2 separate regions of the Sus scrofa genome follow, and region 2 is linked to region 1. A link is a contact called in public HiChIP or PLAC-seq data. All regions are on one chromosome and are shown on one strand. The core of a region is the stretch at or near the end of the contact, and the rest is flanking DNA. Distances in the headings are between cores, read along the strand shown. Region 1 holds the start of MANBAL (protein MANBAL). Region 2 holds the start of SRC (proto-oncogene tyrosine-protein kinase Src).

Region 1 (5,759 bases), core at 2,421-4,920:
GCAAACTATTACATTTAGAATGGAGGCGTTCCCACTGTGGGGCAGTGGGTTAAGACTCCCTCCCCCCTCCCTCCCACTCCCTCCTCCCTCCTTCCCCCTCCCTCCCTTCTCCTTGTTCTTTTTTTCTGTTAATGGCTATACCTGTAGCATATGGTCCTAGGGTAGGGGCTGAATCCGAGCTGCAGCTGCAGGCCTGTACCACAGCCACAGCAACACAAGATCTGAGCCACATTTGCAAACACCATCTCGCATTAACACCAGATCCTTAACCCACTGAGACCTAATCTTACCCTCAAGGCCAAGGATCAAACCTGCATCCTCCCAGATACTGGGTAGAGTGCTTAGCCCGCTAGGCCACAATAAGAACTCCTTGATCACCTTTTCTTGATTGTATCTCCCATGTTGCTTATTTTCTCTTGGTTTCCTCTTCTCCCTACACATTTCATGGCTCACAAGTATACATTTCTTTGCAATCGATTAATGAGGGTGTCAGATAACCCCTCATCTGTAAACAGTGAGGGTAGGACCTATATACTCATTATTGCCTTGCTGATTCCACAGTGTATGATCCAGAGCAGAAACTCCACAAATATTTCTTGAGTGAATGCATAAATAATACATCTTTAGACCCTCCATATCATCTCACATAGCATGGGATTAGGGGATGTTGAGTGAATTATAATTATTTCTGTCTGTGTCTTTCAAGAGAGAGTGAGTTCCTTGAGAGTAAGAGTACGTCTCATTCTTTTTTGAATCTCTAGCATCCAGCCCCTCCTCCTTGATCTTCTCTGTACTAGCTATCTATGCAGAAAGCAAATTACCCTGAAACTCAGGTTTAAAACAGTGATATTTTTATTTCACAATTTCTGTGGGTCAGGAATTTGAGAGTCATTTTTCTGAGTGTTTCTGGCTCAAGGTCTCTCATGAGATTATATTCAAGATTTGACCAGAGCTGTAGTCATCTGAAGCTTTGACTGGAGGATCCACTCCCAAGATAGCACACAGACATGGCTGGCAAGTTGGAGTTGGTTGTTGGCAAGAGGCTTAGCTATTATATAAGCAAACCTCTCCCCAGGGCTGCTTGAGTGTCCTTACAACATGAATCCCATGAATGATCAAGGAAGAACAATGTCTTTTACGTCTTTTTTTTTTTTTTTTTTTGTCTTTTTGCTATGGAGGTTCCCAGACTAGGGGTCAAATTGGAGCTGTAGCCACCGGCCTACGCCAGAGCCACAGCAACGCGGGATCCGAGCCACGTCTACAACCTACACCACAGCTCACGGCAACACCTGATCGTTAACCCACTGAGCAAGGTGGCAGGGACCGAACCCGCAACCTCATGGCTCCTAGTCGGATTCGTTAACCACTGCGCCACGACAGGAACTCCGTCTTTTATGTCTTAATCTTGGAACTCATACTCCATGATTTCCACAGTATCCTATTGGCTGTTATCTGTCAGCCCTATTCAATGTGGGAAGGGGCCATACAAGGGCATAGATACCAGCAGTCAAGAATCATCCAGGTCTGAGTTCCTGCCATGGCACAGTGGGTTAAGAACCTGATTGCAGCGGCTCTGGTTGCTGCAGAAGTGTGGGTCCAATCCCTGGTCCAGTGTGGTGGATTAAAGGATCTGGATTGCTGCAGTTGCAGTGTACGCTGCAGCTGTGGCTCGGATTCAACCCCTGGCCCAGGAACTTCAATATGCTGCTGATGCAGCCATAAAATTAAAAAAAAAAATAGGAGATTCATTCTTGGAGTTCCCATTGTGGCTCAGTGGGATAAGAACATGGCTGGTATTCATGAGGATGTGGGTTTGATCCCCAGCCTCGCTCAGTGGGTTAAGGATCTGGTGCTGCTTCAAGCTGTGGCATAGGTCGCAGATGCAGCTCAGATCCAGCTGTGGTATAGGCTGGCAGGTGCAGTTCCAATTCAACCCCTAGCCTGGGAAATTTCTTATGCTGAAGGCGGGGTCCTAAAAAGAAAAAGAAAAAAAAAAAAAAAAGAATCATCCAGGTCTATAGTGGAAGCTGGTTACCATGTCCTACTAATTCTCCTTTCTTACCATTACATGCCCTACCTATACTCAGTCAGGAACTCTGTACTGTCAGCCAAACACATCACATTTTATGATAATGTGTTCAAACTGTAAGCTGCCCATAAGGGCTGAGACCACATCTCTGTGGTTCAGCAACTAGCACAAGGCATAGATTAGGTACTCAGTGAATGTTTTGAATGAATTCTATTAATCTGCTTCTGTCTGAATTATAAAACTGTGCTTGTTTGTCTCCTCTCTGCATTGCAGGCTCTTAGCTCAGGCCCTAGCATAGAGTTAAGGCTTCTATACAATGCAAGTCAAATCTACACTAAGGCATCACATCAGATCAGTCAGAATGGCCATCATCAAAAAGTCTACAAATAATAAATGCTGGAGAGTGTGTGGAGGAAAGAGAACCCCCCTTCACTGTTGGTAGGAATGTAAATTGGTGCTGCCACTATAGAAAACAGTATGAGTTTCCTTAAAAAACTAAAAATAGGAGTCCCCTCGTGGTTCAGCAGTAACGAATCTGACTAGTATCCATGAGGACGAGGGTTAATCCCTGGCCCTCATCAGTGGGTTAAGGATCTGGCGTTGCTGTGAGCTTCAGTGTAAGTTGCAGATGTGGCTCAGATCTAGCATTGCCTGTGGCTGTGGCTGTGGTGTAGACTGGTAACTGTAGCTCTGATTCAACCCCTAGCCTGGGAACTTCCATATGCTGCAGGTGTGGCCCTAAAAAGCAAAATAATAATACAATAAAATAAAAATTTTAAAAATAAAAAATAGAGTGACAAATCCTATGACATCACTTATATGTGGAATCTAAAAAAAAAAAAAAAAGATACAAATGAGGAGTTCCCATTGTGGCTCAGTGGTTAACGAATCTGACTAGTATCCATGAGCATGAAGGTTGGATCCCTGGCCTTGCTCAGTGGGTTAAGGATCTGGTGTGGCCATGAGTTGTGGTGTAGGTCACAGACTCCGCTGGGATCTGGCGTTGCTGTGGCTCTGGTGTAGGCAGGCAGCTACACCTCACATTCCACCCCTAGCCTGGGAACCTCCACATGCTGCAGATGCAGCCCTAAAAAAAGCAAAAAAAAAAAAAAAACAAAAAAAAAAAAAACAAATGAACTTATTTACAAAACAGAAATAGACTGATGGACATAGAAAACTTACGGTTGCCAAAGGGGGAGGGGAGGAGCAATAAATTAGGAGTTTGGGATTAACAGACATAGACAACTATACACAAAATGATTGACAAAGTCCTACTGTAGAGCACAGGGAACTATATTCTATGTCTTATAATAACCTATGAAGGAAAAGAATCTGAAAAAGAATATATCTATGTGTATAACTGAATCACTTTGCTGTACACCTGAAACTTATACAACACTGTAAATCAACTATACTTAAAAAAAAAAAAAAAAAAAAAAAAAAAGAGTAAGGCTTCTGCAAATGTGTATAAACATTTCCTGAAATGGGGTGTGATAAAGCCGCTGGGAGAACCGAGGCGTCTGGACCTCACCTCCGCAGATCTCTCCCTCCATCTAAAACCGACACAATCGGGACAAACGTCTAACAAAGCCCAGAGCCAGTATCCACAAATTCTAACAACGCTGGCGGGCGGAACCGAGTCCGCTGGTTGCTCAGGAACGTCACTTCCGGGATGGGGGAGTGTCACGGGGAACCACTTCCGGGGCAGTGCCGCGGCGGCGCGGGAGGTGAGTTTTGCGGCTGTAGGGGCCCGGCGGTGCTTTGAGGGTTGGGCGGAGTAGTACTGGCTGCGGAACCGAGAGGGGTTGGGCTCCGGCGCCGGCCCGGTCCGGCTGTCTCGGAGGCGCTTGGTCGCAGAGCTGCGCTTGGTGCCTAAAGTAAATAACTTCCTGGGGCGCTTCCAAGCATTCGGAAGTTACTTGGAGAGGGAGGTTTGAGTCCCAGCGAGGCAGAGGGCCTCGGTTGCTGCAGCCCAGCGCCTTAGTTTTGAGCCAGGGCCAAAACTCGGTGTTCCTTGCAGATTTGACCTGTCCTTTCTTTCCACGGGCGGAGCATTAGGATTAGCCAGAGCTCCGGAGTCAGTCTGGCCTGGGGTTCGACCCCTGAGTGTACCTGTATTGCTCTGTAACTGGGGACTATCTCTGGTTCTCAATTTCCATCTCTGTAAAATGGGCTCTTAGACTTGATCCGAGGATTAAAGGCGGTGGTGGAGGCAAAGCGCCTTAGTAAGTGCACAGTGCGTGTTTGTTTGCCGAATTGTTTGTTTTTAGGAGAAGTGGGAAATGACTGAAACGTTTTACTTTTTAGTAATTCCAAATTGCGGGACATCTGCCCACCAGTTTCAGCCCACTGGCTGCTGATTCTGATTGCTGTGGGGGATGGATTACCTTTGCATAGGACATAACTCTAACCCAGTTTTGGGTAGTTCTTGGGGACTTTAATGGGATGGGTCTGGGTATATAGCCCATGTCTCTAAGGCAGTGATTCTTGACACTGAGTTTCTGTTGAATTCTCAGGACACAATTTAAAAATCATTTCATTCAAAGCCAGGAATCCCCTACCAACATATTTGGAATCTGGGTTTTTCAGTCTTAGTGAAGACTTTGTTTCTACTTGCTAAGTCTGGACAGCTAGACATGTCTTAGGGGTTATTTATTTTGGAATGTTGACCTTTTTCCCCAGTAAACTTCTTATTTAGAACAATTTTAGATTTACAAAATTATTGTGAAGATAGGACAGTGAGTTCCCATATACAACTCCCATTTACCCAATTGCTAACATTCTACAATAGCATATAGTACTTTCGTCACAATTAATGAACCAATGTCAGTAAGTTATTAATATTTGTGGGGTGTGTGTCTTTTTAGGTCGGCACGCATGGCATATGGAGGTTCCCAGGCTAGGGGTCTAATCAGAGCTGTAGCTGCCGACCTATGCCACAGCTGCAGCAATACAAGATCTGAGCCGCGTCTGCGACCTACACCACAGCTCACAGCAACTCAGGATCCTTAACCCACTGAGTGAGGCCAGGGATCGAACTCACATCCTCATGATGTCAGATTCGTTTCCTTTGAGTCACTACGGGAACTCCAGTAAGTTACTATTAGCTAAAGTCCATGCTTCACATTTGCTCCGTTTTCTCCTAATGTTCTTTTTCTGTTCCAGGATCCCACATTATATTTGGTAGTTGTGTCTCCTTAGGCTCCTAGGACTGTGATAGTTTGTCAGACTTTCCTTGTTTTAGATAAACTTGACAGTTTTGAGTATTATTACTTGTCAGGTATCTTGTAAAATTATTCCCAATTGGGATTTGTTTTTCTTATGAGATTGGAGTTTCAGGGTTAGGGGAGGAAGACCACAGAGGTAAAGTGCCATTCTCATCACATCACAGTAAGGGTGTATCTGTCAGTGCAGGTTATCACCGTTGATGTTAACCCAGATCACCAGCTGGAGTTAGTCAAGGTTTTCCACTGTGAAGTTACTCTCCTTCCCCTACTTTTCCATATCGTACTCTTGGAAGGAAGTCATTATGCATAGACCACACTTAAGGAATATGGAATTATACTTCACACTTAAAGGCAGATTATCTACGTAAATTGTTTGGAATTTCCATGGGAAATTTGTCTACATATTAAATTGTTTATATCAGTATGGTCTTGGATTTTATACTTTGGGTTATAATCCAGTAGTATCTTTTTTATTTTGTTGTGCAAATTGTTCAGACTTTGGC
Region 2 (6,036 bases), core at 3,507-6,006, 50 kb after region 1:
GCCTCCAGACTGCTCCCCACCGCCCCTCAATCTGCCTCCCACTCGGTGACAGTACGTCTTCCCAGGCCCTTCTCTGTTCACCACCTTCCATAGCTCCCCAGTGCCCCCAAGACAGAAGCTAAGCCTGGCATTCAAGGATCTTCAGGGCTCCTCCCAGCCTCTCTTCCCTCACCCCAGCCCACACATCACACTGGGCTCCATTAGCGCTGCCCAGGTATCATTCCAAACACGGCAGTGTTTTCGGCTTCTCTCTCTTTGCTCATGCTGCTCCCTCTGCTTGGAATGCCTTTTCTGTCCCATTTGCACCTGCACCTACCTGCTCTGGCTTCTCCACTCTCTGCTCTCCACAGATGACCTCCTTCTTTTACCAGCCCCCCTACTCCAACACACTTGCTGAGTTAGAGCCCCTTCCTCCCAATCCCCTGGACCCCAGCGTGTGTCCTTTAGCTGTGCCTAGCATGCTGTGACTTGTCCCCAGACTGTGAGTAACTCCAAGGCAGAGACCAGACCTGGTTTGTTCACTGCTGTATGCCTAGCATGTCCCACAGACCCTAGCACATAGTAGATGCTCAGTAAATATTGACTGACCATAGGAAGGAAGAGAAAGCCTTAGCCAGGGCTACAGGTGGAGAGCATTCCAGGCACAGGGACAGGTGCAGAGGACTTGGGGTGGAATAAACTGCTATGGCGGAGAGTCAGCAGGGGGGCGAGCGTGACAAGGAGAGAAGGGGACCAGAGCCTGCAAGAGAGGCCTGAGTGCTTGGCAAGGGTCAGATCAGGCTAATGCACTGATGCCCCAGGCATCTCTGTGTAAACTGTAAAGTGTGCTACCATGTTGGGTGCCAAGCCCATTCCACAGCTGCAAGTAAGAGCCTGCCCACTCTTCCACCTTGTCCTGCAGCCCTGAACCTGCTTCTTTGGATGACAACTCGCCGTCAACCATCTGGGGAATGACAGCACTAGTCTGGAATTTCCCACTGAGTGCCTGTGATGGGTCAGCTTCCCAGTTGCTTTCCAAGGATGAGCTGGGCTCAGAGTGGGCATGACCAAAAAGGCTACCACTAGGGCCCTGGGTGAAGTGCCCCTGATCTCATGGCATGGGAAAGCTCTCACCACAGGTCTGCTGACAGTTGTGGGAGGCCAGGCCTCACCCCACATGCTCCATCTTGTCCTCGGTTGTGGCTTTGACCCAGGTGGGGGGCAGAAGGGAAGAGGAGGCTTCCAGAGACAGAGAACTGTGTACAGCCAGTGCCCACCATCTCCCCAAGTTGACCTCAATGACATCTGTCATCTGGGGGTGTTTGGGTTGGGAAATTGTCCTTCTTGGTGTTCCAGACCTGGCCCAGGGCTGCATATACCTTCGGCGGTCAATAAGTGTTTGCTGTCCCTTAATGATGATAAATGATTTGTGGGAAGTAAGCAATGAGTTGCTGTTTTACTAACAATGTTTTAAGCAAAATAATGGACAGAGAGTCACTTGCTGATCCACCAGGCCAGACTGGCTACTCTTGCAATGTGATAATCCTGAAACTTGGTAGGGTTGCTGCACCCACTTTATTGATTAGTAAATTGAGGCTCAAAGAGGGTGAGGTTACATAGTTGATGAATGGAAGTGGTGGGACTCTTGTATGTGGATTCCTAGTCTGGGTCCTCTCTCTGGCCAAGTGGGCAGTGCCTGCTCTGTGCTGGGCATAGACCAGGCCATAGTCCCTGTTCTTGGGGTTGGAACAGACAAACCCTGAATGGCTTGTTTTTTTTGTTTTTTGGGTTTTTTTTTTTTTTTTTTTGTCTTTTTAGGACTGCACCTGTGGCATATGGAATTTCCCAGGATAGGGGTCAAATAGTAACTGCAGCTACCGGCCTACACCACAGCCACAGCAACACCAGATCTGAGCTGCATCCACAACCTATGCCACAACTTGTGGCAACCCTGGATCCTTAACCTGCTGAGAGAGGCCAGGGATTGAACCTGCATCTTTATGGATACTAGTTGGGTTCTTAACCTGCTGAGCCACGATGGGAACTCCCCAAATGGCTTGGGATGTGCCTCCATCAGAGTATTTCTTTCAGGAAGCATGTCCTGGAGGAGGTGGCACTTACTCGGGGTCTTGGTGGACAGGGATGTGGCATGAGCATTCCTGGTAGGGGTTACAGCCTGAGTGAAGGCCCAGAGGGGTGGATGAAAATAATGAACTTTTCCAACACTCCATCATGAAACCAGTGTGCTGGCCACATCCTCCTGAGACTATCAACTTCTGAGCCAAACCAGTGGTGGCTCCAGGTGGAAGGTGGCATCTGTGCTCGGAGCCCAGATTTGTTGCCCTGACTCTTCCAAGAGAGTGCATAGGTGTGAATGAGGGCTCGGACATGCTGGGTGTAAGTCGCTTCATCCTCACGTGAGCCGCCTGAGGGATGCACCATCTTTACCCATTTTGCAGGCTGGCATAGTGAGGTTCAGAGAAAAGGCAGGCTTAAAGTCACATATCCATGAAGGGGTAGAGATGGGACTTAAACCCAGGTCTGTGGGTCCAAAGTTTGTGCCTTTAAGCCCTCTGCCATCCTAGCTCTAAAGGAAGCCCAACTTTCTGTCGAATTCCTAGAGATGAATCTAGTCATGTGCTGGTAAATATTTAACAGCTAGCTCTCGGGCAGGAAAAAAGCCTTGATTTGTAGAATTTGCTGATTTCCAAGGTGTTAATAGTTCCAACATGGCTGATATCAAGCTACCAACATGACAGCCCTGAACCTGGCTTTGGGAAGAGATGAATATAGTCGGCTCTTGCAGATGAAGAGTGGTGAGGGCCAGCCCCAGCACACACTGGATGAACCTCCCACCCGTAGCCTGGGTCTCCAGTCAAGGCCTCAGGCCTATCTGAGGAGTGAACAAGGGCTGAGAAACCTGCTACTCCAGCTGGGGGCCCTGCCCGGTATCTCGGGAAGCCACGGTTAATCTTTAAGCCAGCCTTGCAAATACGTGCAGCCATTTCACCAGCCCAGGCCGGCTTCTGGGGCTGGCTCTGCTGCTGCATTTCCAGGAGACTTCAAGCAGCCCCTTTCCCCTCTGGCCTTAGTTTACCAACCATGGTAGTTGCCATTCATGGCGCGCAACCTCAGCTACTCCCAACCTTGTCAGTTCTAACCTTCCCAGGAGTCCTCGGAGGCCGTGTTTGCTCCCGTTTCGTAGGTGAGGGGACTGGACTGGGGAAGTCGATGGGCTTGTACAAAGGTATAGCAGGCGGCGATCAGTCTGGCTCCAGGCCTTGCTCATTCCTGGTCTCCTGGATACTATATTGTACCCTGATTCCCCTCCCAGCTCCTCTCAGAAGGAGAAGCCCAAACCTGACACCATTTGACCCTGCTGGGCCTTAGTTTCCCATCTGTGAAATGGGAAAACTTTCTGAGAAGGAAAGTGGAGGCAGAGGATGGCATTTATTTATTATTTGTTTATTTATTTTTTGTCTTTTGTCTTTTTAAGGCCACACCCGCGGCATGTGGAGGTTCCCAGGCTAGGGGTCTAATCGGAGCTGTTGCCGCTGGCCTAGGCCACAGCCACAGCAAGGCCAGATCTGAGCCTCATCTGCGACCAACACCACAGCTCACAGCAACGCCGGATCCCTAACCCACTGAGTGAGGCCAGGGATCAAACCTGCAACTTCGCGGTTCCTAGTAGGATTCTTTTCCGCCGAGCCACAATGGAACTCCAGATGGTGGTATTTAAAGCTGGGTTCGGGCCCTCCCTTCCCCTGTGCTGTAACGTGCGAAGAACCAAGGATACAGCACCCACCCTCAAGAGGGCAGTCCTGAAGCCAGAGGGGGAATAGGTGGTGCAGGAGGCTCTGTAGCTAAACCAGCCTTTCCTCAATGTCCCCTCCTTTCTCTGCTATACTCTCTGCCCCCTGCGTCCAGAGGTCCTCAGCCTCTTCATTTACATGGAAGTATAAGTGCCACTAAACACCTATTTCAGCCCCATCCTAAGTAGGAGTATCTGGACTGGCTGACATTGGATAGGCTGCCTTAGTTTTTTTTCTCTTCTATCCATTAAAAGGAATACATATCTATTAAAATAAACGTTACTCTTTCCCACACTGTCCTTTCTGCTCCAGTCCCCACTTTGGGAAACTCAGGTCAAGGAAACTCAGGTCAAGGCCAGGGTCCAAGGCCTATTTTTTTTTGTTTGTTTTAGGGCCACACCCGCAGCATATAGAAGTTCCCAGGCTAGGGGTCAAATTGGAGCTACAGCTGCTGGCCTACACCACAGCCGCAGCAACGCAGGATCCAAGCCCTGTCTGTGACCTATACCACAGCTCACGGCAACATCTGATCCTTAACCCACTGAGGGAGGCCAGGGATCAAGGATGCTAGACGGATTTGTTTCTGCTGCACCACAACAGGAAATCCCAAGACCTGGTTCTTGTCAGGTGATTCCCTTCTCTGTGCCTCAGTTTCTTTCTCTATAAAATAGGGATAATCTTGGGTCTGCCCAGCCCAGCTGGTTGGTACGAATAGATCATAAAGTTGACCTGAATAGCTTAGCGTGGCACCTGGCAAGGAGTGAGCACTCCATCAGTGCTGCAGTTATTATTATTACTGATAATTTCGGGAGAGGTAGATTTGGGGTAAACAGGGTAGGTGGATTGGGGGCAGTGAGGGTGGGCATTTTCGCGTGAGGGCTGATGGGTGTCCCAAAGGGTAGGGACTCTCTTGGGGCGGGGTGGGGGGCGGGGCTTCCGTGCCCGGTGCCTCCGCCCCCCATTCCCCGCCCGCCCGGACCCCAGGGTTGGGGGGCGGGGGTGGCCCGCGCCTGGGTCTATCCCAGGTCACCGGCGGGGAATCCGTCCCGGCGCGCTTCCTCCTTCCTCCTCCTCCCGGCGGCCTGCCGGGCCCCTCCTCCCTGCTCGCGCGCTCCCTCCCTCCTCTTCCCCTCCCTGAGCCGCCGCCTCCTCCTCCTCCTCCTCCTCCTCCTCCCTCTCCCTTTCTCTCTCGATCTGTCTCTCCCGGCCGGGAATCCATTCCGGCCTGGGAGCCGGAGCGGCCTGGCCGCCGTGTGCCCGAACCCTTGGCCGTCCGGAGGTCCTTCCTCCCGTGCGTCTGCCTGCCGGTGCGTCCGCCTGTCCGCTGGCCCAGGTGAGCGCCCCCCACCCCGCCGCCGGCTCCCGGTCCCCGCCCGAGTGAGGGAGCCCCTGCCCGGGGACCACCCTGGCGTCGGATCGCCGGGCCGCTGGGGCTCCTGGCCCCCCCTTTTCCCCCCACCCACCCCCGGGCCGAGCTGCGATCCAGGAGCGCTGGGCCGGCGCACGGGGACGTGCCTGGTGCGGCCTTTTGTTGTGATGCCTGGGGGTGGGGGGGAGGGGGCTCTGTGGGGGGGCGTAGGGGTCCTGTCTGCGCTGGAACCCCCTCCGGCCCACCTTACCCCTACGGGCCCCTGAGAGCCGCGAGCTGGGCCTGAGCCCCCAGGCCAGGTCTAGGCCAAATCTGAAATCTGAGCCGGTCGGCGCCGCCTCTGGCCGCGGCTGCCCGGCCTGGCGCCCCTAGCCCGGGATGGGAGGTGATGAGGGGGCGGGCGGGGTGGGCCTGGGGGCGCCCGGGAGGGAGTGCTTGGCCAGGGCACCAGGATTTTCCCGTCTTCGTGGGGCTTTGGGTAGGGCCTGGTGCTGACGGCCTGAAAGGGACTGGGCCCGACTGTGCTTGGTTCCTGCTGCCCACAGCCCCCTAGACTTGCCTCTGGGCAGGCCCAGCCGCCTGTGTGCTCAGAAGTTGGCAAAAGTTTTGGGATTTCACCACCAGGCCGGGTCCATCTGCCTGCCCGGGCTGGCATTGGTGGTGGGTTTGAGTCCCAACAGGGACCACCACTTACTTGCCTTGCTGTGTGTCCTCAGGCAACTACCTGACCTCTCTGAGCTCAGAGTCCTCATCAGGCCCAGCTTGGGCCTGGCTGGGTTTACTACTGGGCTGTTGGAAGGATGGGGTGAACAGAAGGGGCTCACCTATAGGGTATCAGTTCAGGCAGACTTGATAGTGGCAAAGCCCTTGTGTGCC

Evidence for each region. HiChIP or PLAC-seq counts read pairs in DNA pulled down with a chosen protein or histone mark.
Region 2: a contact with region 1 is called in an H3K27ac HiChIP or PLAC-seq map of alveolar macrophages. The contact joins the promoter of SRC here to the promoter of MANBAL in region 1. A contact is called at or near these places in 2 of 47 Hi-C or Micro-C datasets (alveolar macrophages and blood) and 2 of 2 datasets of contacts at active chromatin or transcription factors (alveolar macrophages and skeletal muscle).

The regions. Positions count from the first base shown.
Region 1 is chr17:40,417,075-40,422,833 of Sscrofa11.1, forward strand. MANBAL (protein MANBAL) reads left to right here and starts at 3,671. Exons shown (of 4, transcript XM_005672921.3): 1 at 3,671-3,756.
Region 2 is chr17:40,466,214-40,472,249 of Sscrofa11.1, forward strand. It overlaps SRC (proto-oncogene tyrosine-protein kinase Src), which reads left to right and starts at 4,757. Exons shown (of 14, transcript XM_021077973.1): 1 at 4,757-5,124.